Regions from separate parts of the Mus musculus genome. Here region 2 is linked to region 1. A link is a contact called in public promoter capture Hi-C data. All regions are on one chromosome and are shown on one strand. The core of a region is the stretch at or near the end of the contact, and the rest is flanking DNA. Distances in the headings are between cores, read along the strand shown. Region 1 holds the start of Fez2 (fasciculation and elongation protein zeta 2 (zygin II)). Region 2 holds the start of Atl2 (atlastin GTPase 2).

Region 1 (3,577 bases), core at 401-2,900:
CTAGTCACCCATGTTAGCATAGGTCCTCTCTCTCTGCTCTCTCTTGGTAAATTTCCTAATTCCTTGAGAAATTAAAACTCTTTAATGCCATGAATCTTATCATAGTTCAAGAATTCCTCCCATGGTTTTGGTGCCTAAAGATACCGGGCATCAAGCAAGACCAATGACCCCGGAGACCTGGGATCTGTAAAAAAAAAAAAAAAAAAAAAAGAGAGAGAGAGAGAGAGAGAGAGAGAGAGAGAAGCTGACTGTACAAGTGGTCTGACTCCAAGGATGCGTCTGACAGGCTTGCTTTACCCGTCCACAATCACACAAGTACTCACACAAAATTATTAAGATGTAATAAAAAATGCTGTTGTTTCAATTCTCCTCACTAACATGTAGTGTCTCCGGCCACCATTGTGTTCCCAATGTTCTGGAAACGGGTCCTACCCATCACCTTCCAAGAGGGCCAGTACTCTTAGGGTCTCCACTCACCCTGCAAACAAAACACTCGAGCTCACTGGCTCGCACCATTCTTTTGGCTAGATTTTCACGAAAAGATGCGGTACATAATTACAACTCTCGTGTAAACAAACAATAATTGGGTTTAAAAGTGTCTGAATAAAGCGCTTTCATCAACCCCTGTGAATGTCATCACACTGAAGCTAATCACAGAGAAAACGGGAGCCATTGCTGCTGTGCACTGGTCTTCTGGATACACTATTAGATATCATTAGTAAGGGCTACCATTTACTTTTTGCCTCTGTGACAGTTTGTTCTTGTGGGCCCAAGAGACTTCTATAACTTCAATGGTAACTCACACCTCTGCACTCTGCCTAACTCCCAGATCTCCATCAAGGATTCAGTTAGCGGCTATAAAGTCTTCATTCGGACATCCCCTTTGAAATCTCCCGTATCCGGTACAAATACCTATCAAAGTACTCATTACACTCGGAAAACATGTGCTTAACCAACCTATGTCCCATCCCACTTTGTGTCCTACTTGAGAGGAGCAATGCCCACTTCGGCATCCCCAGTGCCAGGCCCCATGACAGGGGCTTTAAGAAAAGCGAGTTGAATGAATGAACTGAGCCACACGTGCCCCAGGAGGCAGGGTCTCCACAAGGAAGCACACAGGGGTCTGCAGGAGGGTTCAAGGGGAAGGAAGGCAGGGCAACAGCGGGCATTTAAACTCCAGGGCCAGGCCGGCAGCCCCGGGGCGGGGCTCAGAGCGACCGAGGAAGAAGGAGGGCGCGGGGCGGGGCCTGTGGGGACTCCCGGCTGCGGCGGGGGCAGGGCGAGGTTGGGGCCGCTCCCGCCCGCCCGCCCGCTCCGGGGCCCGCACTCACTCGTCCCCTTGCAGGAGGCTGCACTCCGTGATGGGCCGCACGGCCGCCCGTGGGGGCTCGGCCTCCGACGTGGGGCGGAAGCACAGGCTCAGCTTCTCCTCCAGGCTGGAAGCCAGCGCCGGGAAGCTGTCGCCGCCCGCGTGTGCCCCCGCGCCAGCCTCCGGGCTCGCGTTACAGTTCTCCTGTTCCTGGACACTCCCGGCCGGCTCCTGGAACTCATAGAAATCCTGCCAGTCCCCGTCAGCCGCCATCGCGCCCGCTGCCGGCGCCCCGCCCCGGTCAGACAGCCACGCCCTGTCGCTTCCAGGCCACGCCCCAACGGTGCCCGCCCACTTGAGGCCACGCCCCTTGTCCTCCAGCTCTTGGTTGAGCGGAGACCCAAGCTGACTTTAAAGTCTTCCCTTCCTGAGTCTTCTGGAAGACCTTAACCGAGTTGAGTCACTTCCGATGTTCTTGAGCATTTAGAAACAACTTCCCTCAGTGTCCCTGTCTAAAAGTGGCTAAAAGGAAGACTTCTTTAAACCTACTTACTGTCAGATTTTTGCCCCATAGGAACATTTCTAACACTCCATCTAGATTGACAAGATTTACTGGGAAATGTTTGCTTGGTACCAAAATCCATTCCACAAATACATCTCTCCCATGTGCAAAACGCATGCTTGCTAATAATTATGTGAGTGAATATGCTCAAAGTACTTAGAAAATGCCTCAACAATAAATACTCACCTGCTTGCTATGCATGGTCACTTCTTCATTACTGTAGCCCGACCTTTAAAATTTAATGAAAATTAAATCTTGTAAAAGCATGGCTGAGGTATGGAAAGCTTTCTTTTCATAGACCTAGCTTCTTATTTGTTTGTTTATTTGCAAAATAAAATTATCCATGAAGGTAAAGAGCAGTGATTGTTGTATGCCATATACACTGTACCCTGAAGATGGCTAGGATTATAGTTTTATCACATGCATTTAACTACAACAAAAATCAAGGAAAGTAGGCAGATGCAGTAAATGCCCAATAATAGACAGAATCATTATTCCTTCAAATGTGTCATTCAGGTGGGTGAAACATCTTTCAATAATATATTATAAAATGTTATAAAACAGAGGAGCAATGCAGCTGGGGAAGAGGGGGAAGGGGGTAACTGGGAGGAGTTGAGGGAGGGGGAACTGCAGTCAAAGGGATTGTATGAGAGAAAAGTACATTTTAAAAGGGAATATATATGTATATATATATATATATACATATATAGTGTCTACTCAGGAATTGTATAAAAATTTATTGGGCAACTCAATCCAGTGAGCTCGTTTTATATATAATTAAATACAAAATGCCCAATGAATTTCCTTGCAAACAATACCTGCCCCTCCTTGGGTAAAAGGAAGTGTTAAGTGGTAGAATGTAAGAAGACATTCAACAGGAGACCCATTTCTGCCATGTTGTGGTACCATGCTCTTCCACCCAGCCTTTCTCTAGACTCTTTGACTCAGCCTTTCTTAGAAACTACCCAGTTTCAAGTTTCTGTTCCCTCGCCCCTTCACTCAGTATGTCCTGTCAGCACTTCTTCTCCTTCCTGACAGGCTGCTCCCTTCAGCTAACTTCTAGCTTGAACCAAAGCACCAGCTTCGGGTTTACACAGTCCATCACCAGGGGCCCCCTGAGGAGGAAGCCGGCCTCCTTTATCACTCCATAGAGCCTAATTTTGTACGTTGGCTTCACTCAAACTTATCTACTTTATACCTATTTTACTTCCTACCAGCTCCTAGAGACCTTTATGAAAATGATCATGTGTGAAGGAGTTTCCTCACTTGATAGATTAAGAAAGGTTAGTTTGTACATGTGCCAGTGGTAGTTAAAGAAAATTAGGCCATGAATTTAGGGGCCGGGGGAGCTGAGAGGGAAAAGATTTTTGTAAAGTTTTAACTTAAACTAAATTTTGAAAGAAAGAAAAGTTATCTGAGAAAAACAATTTCAAGCACTTATATTCAAAACTAGAGAAGATGGAAAACCAGCTTTAGGATGCGTTAAATAATGTGTCACACAAATGCTGACAATGGCAACATCTCAGCCGTACAGTGCAGTGCAGTCAAATTCCTACATATCAAAAAATGGAAAAGTATATCATGTAACATGTAAATCACCTAAACATATAATTAATCTGAAAATACAGAACCGAAGAAAGAAAATACTGAGTGTTCACCGAGCCTGAAGCATGGAGCCTGTGTGCAGCTGTGCTAGGTCATGCTTA
Region 2 (3,828 bases), core at 730-3,229, 1.5 Mb after region 1:
TATCCTGACAGCGAAGATCAAACTTGCCCCAAGGACACCCCTAATCAGCAGGAAGTAGTCTAACGATAGAGTTGCCCCTTTCCCACCCCTGACTTTATTCAGGGATCTCTTTCCTCTCTCTTATCTAGGGGGTGGAAAGTGTGGCAGAAAGGGGTGGAGAAGGGTGGAAGAAAGAAACCACAAAGTAGCCAAAGGCGATAGTCCCAAGACACTCTCTCATCTCTTCTCAGTGTCCAATAGCATAAAACATGCTCTTACCCATGACTGAATCAAACTTATGCTTTTCCTATTGCATACATCAAGTATGTTGACACTACATCTCAAACTGTTCTCACACACACACACACACACACACACACACACGGATTCCAAAACAAATCAGCCACCTAAGGTTTTTAAAAAGCCTCTCTGGAAGTATTTCCAAGGGCAGAGGGCTACCACTGTAAACAGTTCTGACAAGAGTTTGTAGTTGACAGGTTAACAAACCTCATTTCTTTTTCTCGTTCGAAAATTCTAAGTTATCCTCACCTCTGACATATGTCCAAGAGCTACCATAAATGGTGAAATGTAAATTAAAGTTTTCTATAAAGTGTCTGTGGTAAATATTTAATCAAAATGTTTTAAATTTTATCCAGTAAAGCCTTTATCAGATTGTGGAAAAGGAAATACAAAAGCGATCTCATACCCGGTGTGTTTACTCTACGCTTATCTTGACCTCAGGTATCTAACCCTAAGCCCTTACGATTTCTAAGCCTTTGAAAAACTTTTCCGCCTTTAACCATCGCAACTCTCAATAAGGACTTCGTGCGTTCAATTCGCACCACGGTGAAAGATCAAATGCTACACTCCTAAAAATAGGGGTGCTGTGAGTGAGAGCAACACACAACACCGCGCTGCCAACGCAACTGCGTCTTCGACGGGGTAGGGGCGCCATGTACACACACATACAGTAGGAGCTCACATTCAGCAAAACCCAGGAACGACGGGATCAGGTGACTTCAAACCAGACACTCTCAGCCTGAAGCGAATGACTCGCAGCCCCAGGGCTCCTAACCCCAGTCTGACAACCGGAGCCAACACTTGCAACCCTGGCCAATCCACGCACAACTCGTGCGAATGGGTTCGGCGGAGCCAAGAGCTGGTGAAGCTGAAGCTGAGCCCGGGCCCCAGCCCTGGCCTGCGGACTGCGGCTCCCATCGGGAAGGAAGGGTGTGTGAGTGTGTGTGGTGTGTGTGTGGAGAGAGCTCTGCGACCTGGCAGCCAGGTGCCAGCGGTTCCCGCGTCCACCGCCACCGCGGGGCCCAGCGCGTCCCGCTCGTCCCTCCCTTCCCGGCCCGCGTCAGGCACCCAGGGCAGTGAGTGCCCGCCGGGTGACCGATCCCGTACCGCCCGCCGACCTCCGCGCGTCCCGGCCCCGTGGCCCCGGCTCAAGGCCGCCCCCTTGGGTCGGGGCGGACACCGCGGCGGCCACGCGGCGGCGGCGGGCAGGGGGCCGGGCTGCCCGTTCCCCCGGCAGCTGGGAGAGCCGAGGCCCGCGGGCCGCCCTCTCAGGCCGCGCGGCGGAGCGTGGGGCGCGGCTGCCGCTAGGCCCTGCGAGCGAGCGAACGAGCGTGCGAGCGAACGGGCGGCCGCGGCGGCCAGAGCCGAGCCGAGCCCAGCCAGCCGCGGTCTTCGACCCCAGCGGGCGACCGGTGCCCGCCAGCCCGAACGGCCGCAGCCTCCCCGACTCCCGGCCCCCCGTGGCCTCGGCCCCTCCGGCCCGTACCTAGGGAGGTCGTAGACGAGACGTGGTTAACTCCGACGCTCGAGTCGCTGGTCTGTCGCCGGCGCCTCAGCCCCTGCTGCGGCTGCTGCCTTCGCGCTGCCTCGTCCCCCTCCGCCATCTTGTACCGATTTAAAATTAACTCCCCACTGACGTCAAACGCCGCCGCCGCTTTATCAACCTCCCGGGAGCCGGCGGGGCGGCCTGCGGGTCCTAGCGCCGCCCTCTGACTTGCGCGGCCCAGACACGCCCAGCCACGCCCATCAGCGCCCTCGCTCCTCCTCCGCCCGGGCCAACCTGCCGCGGAGCTCCGCAGCTCTCAGACTTCTAAGGAAGAGTTGGGGAACCCCCACTGCGGCCGGCGCCATCCCGTCCCTACCTTCCCGCTCTCGGGGCCACACCCCCTTGCCGCAGGGCGGAGAAGGCATCTCCAGTCCCTCCTTTCCCAATTCTCTTCGCATCTCTAACGTTGACTCTGCACGTGAGGTTACATTCGCATCCTTTCCCTCCTAGCTTTCTTACCCCCAGCCCTCTTCCCTGCGAAGCCAGTGCCTGGCTTCTCCTGATATCTTGGCCCTACACAGAAAGGTTTTCTCTTTCCACCACTATCCTACAATTTGTTTGCATTGGCTCCCCATCGCCTTCTGAGGCTACTTTACCCTCTCAACTATGCATATCTGAAACCCAAAAAAATACCGCTCTGATCAGAGAAGGAATTCTAATACATCCTCTCCTAACTGTGATGAACCTTCTTCTGGGGATCCACTGGCATCATGTAGAAAGTTCGAGAAACTTTATAACAGATACGTCAACCTGTGGAGGCAGCTGTGGAACACAGTTCTTAGTCTCATGAATTTGTACCACAACCATGGCTGCAGGAGAAAATCCTTTTCTCTTGAAAAAGTGGGAGCCCAGGTGTCCAAATGATTGTCTTACCCCAACCTCTTAAGCCTATACTTTGCAACCTTTAATTCCACAAAACCTCTAGAAAAAAACCGTTAGTGTCATCAAACTTTGGAGGGCATCATTCCAGATGGGCTTTGGTTGAACTGTCTGGGGATTAAGTCACCTGTTCTCTATCTTTGGAGACACAGATTGTGAGTTCCTTCTGCACTAACTCTGTGTGCTGCTCCCATGTTTCCTGAGCAACCTAGTAAGGGACTTGCTTGATAGTAGGTGTGCTTGCTTGCTTGCTTTTCTTTTCTTTCCTTTCCTTTTCTTTTCTTTTCTTTTCTTTTCTTTTCTTTTTTCTTCTCTTTTTGTTTGGTGGTGGTGGTTTTTCAAGACATAGTTTCTCTGTATAAACCTCTGTATAAGCCTTGGCTATCCTGGAACCCATTTTACAGACAAGGCTGGCCTCAAATTCACAGAGCTTGCCTACCCCTGCCTCTTGAGCGCTGGGATTAAAGGCATGGACCCCCACGCCTGACCTTAGATTTTCTTTCATAATCTCTCTCTGTGATAACTATTGGAGATTGTACACTCCGCGGTGTGCAGGTGCTTGGGCATGAAAGAAGATGTCAAGATGAGGATTTTTGCCTTCAAAGACCAAAATCCCATTTATTGTCAGTGGTTACATGACACTGAGCACACCCTATCAGATATCCTGGGAAAGTTAGTCATTCCCAAAGCTGTGCTGCTGGCCAACTGGTCTTCAGAGGGGGTTCTACTCGCAGACACTGGCATCTCATCAGCTCTGCTACAGCACCCCAGATAGAGCCACACCTCCTGGATCCAGTGAATATAGAGAAACCTAACTCAGGTCGTCACAGAATGAACACTGACCCACGGTCAAATCCAAGTTTAAAAAGCCACCTTCATTATAGTTACCTCTCTTCTATTCAAACCAAAGAGACACATTCCAGACTTCTTTCTCCTCTTTCCACCCAACAAATCTTCTATTGTCATTGTGACTGCTGGATCTCTCCCTAACTCACTTCCTCTCCAGCACCACCCTAGCCTGTATCTTCATTCAACCTCCTATCTCCCCCACTCCCCTGTAACAAAGTATTTCCCTTCTCCTGTAGACTCTTCACCCAGCCGAAGGTTTGAGTTTTGTTTTGTTT

Evidence for each region. Promoter capture Hi-C pulls out the DNA fragments that hold promoters and counts their contacts.
Region 2: a contact with region 1 is called in a promoter capture Hi-C map of neutrophils, with 3 times the contacts expected there. The contact joins the promoter of Atl2 here to the promoter of Fez2 in region 1. A contact is called at or near these places in 1 of 39 promoter capture datasets (neutrophils) and 1 of 115 datasets of contacts at active chromatin or transcription factors (pancreatic cancer cells).

The regions. Positions count from the first base shown.
Region 1 is chr17:78,416,502-78,420,078 of GRCm38.p6, forward strand. It overlaps Fez2 (fasciculation and elongation protein zeta 2 (zygin II)), which reads right to left and starts at 1,651. Exons shown (of 8, transcript NM_199448.3): 1 at 1,332-1,651. The coding sequence starts at 1,582.
Region 2 is chr17:79,894,144-79,897,971 of GRCm38.p6, forward strand. It overlaps Atl2 (atlastin GTPase 2), which reads right to left and starts at 1,980. Exons shown (of 13, transcript NM_019717.3): 1 at 1,766-1,980. The coding sequence starts at 1,883. It also overlaps a transcript of Gm41625 not described here.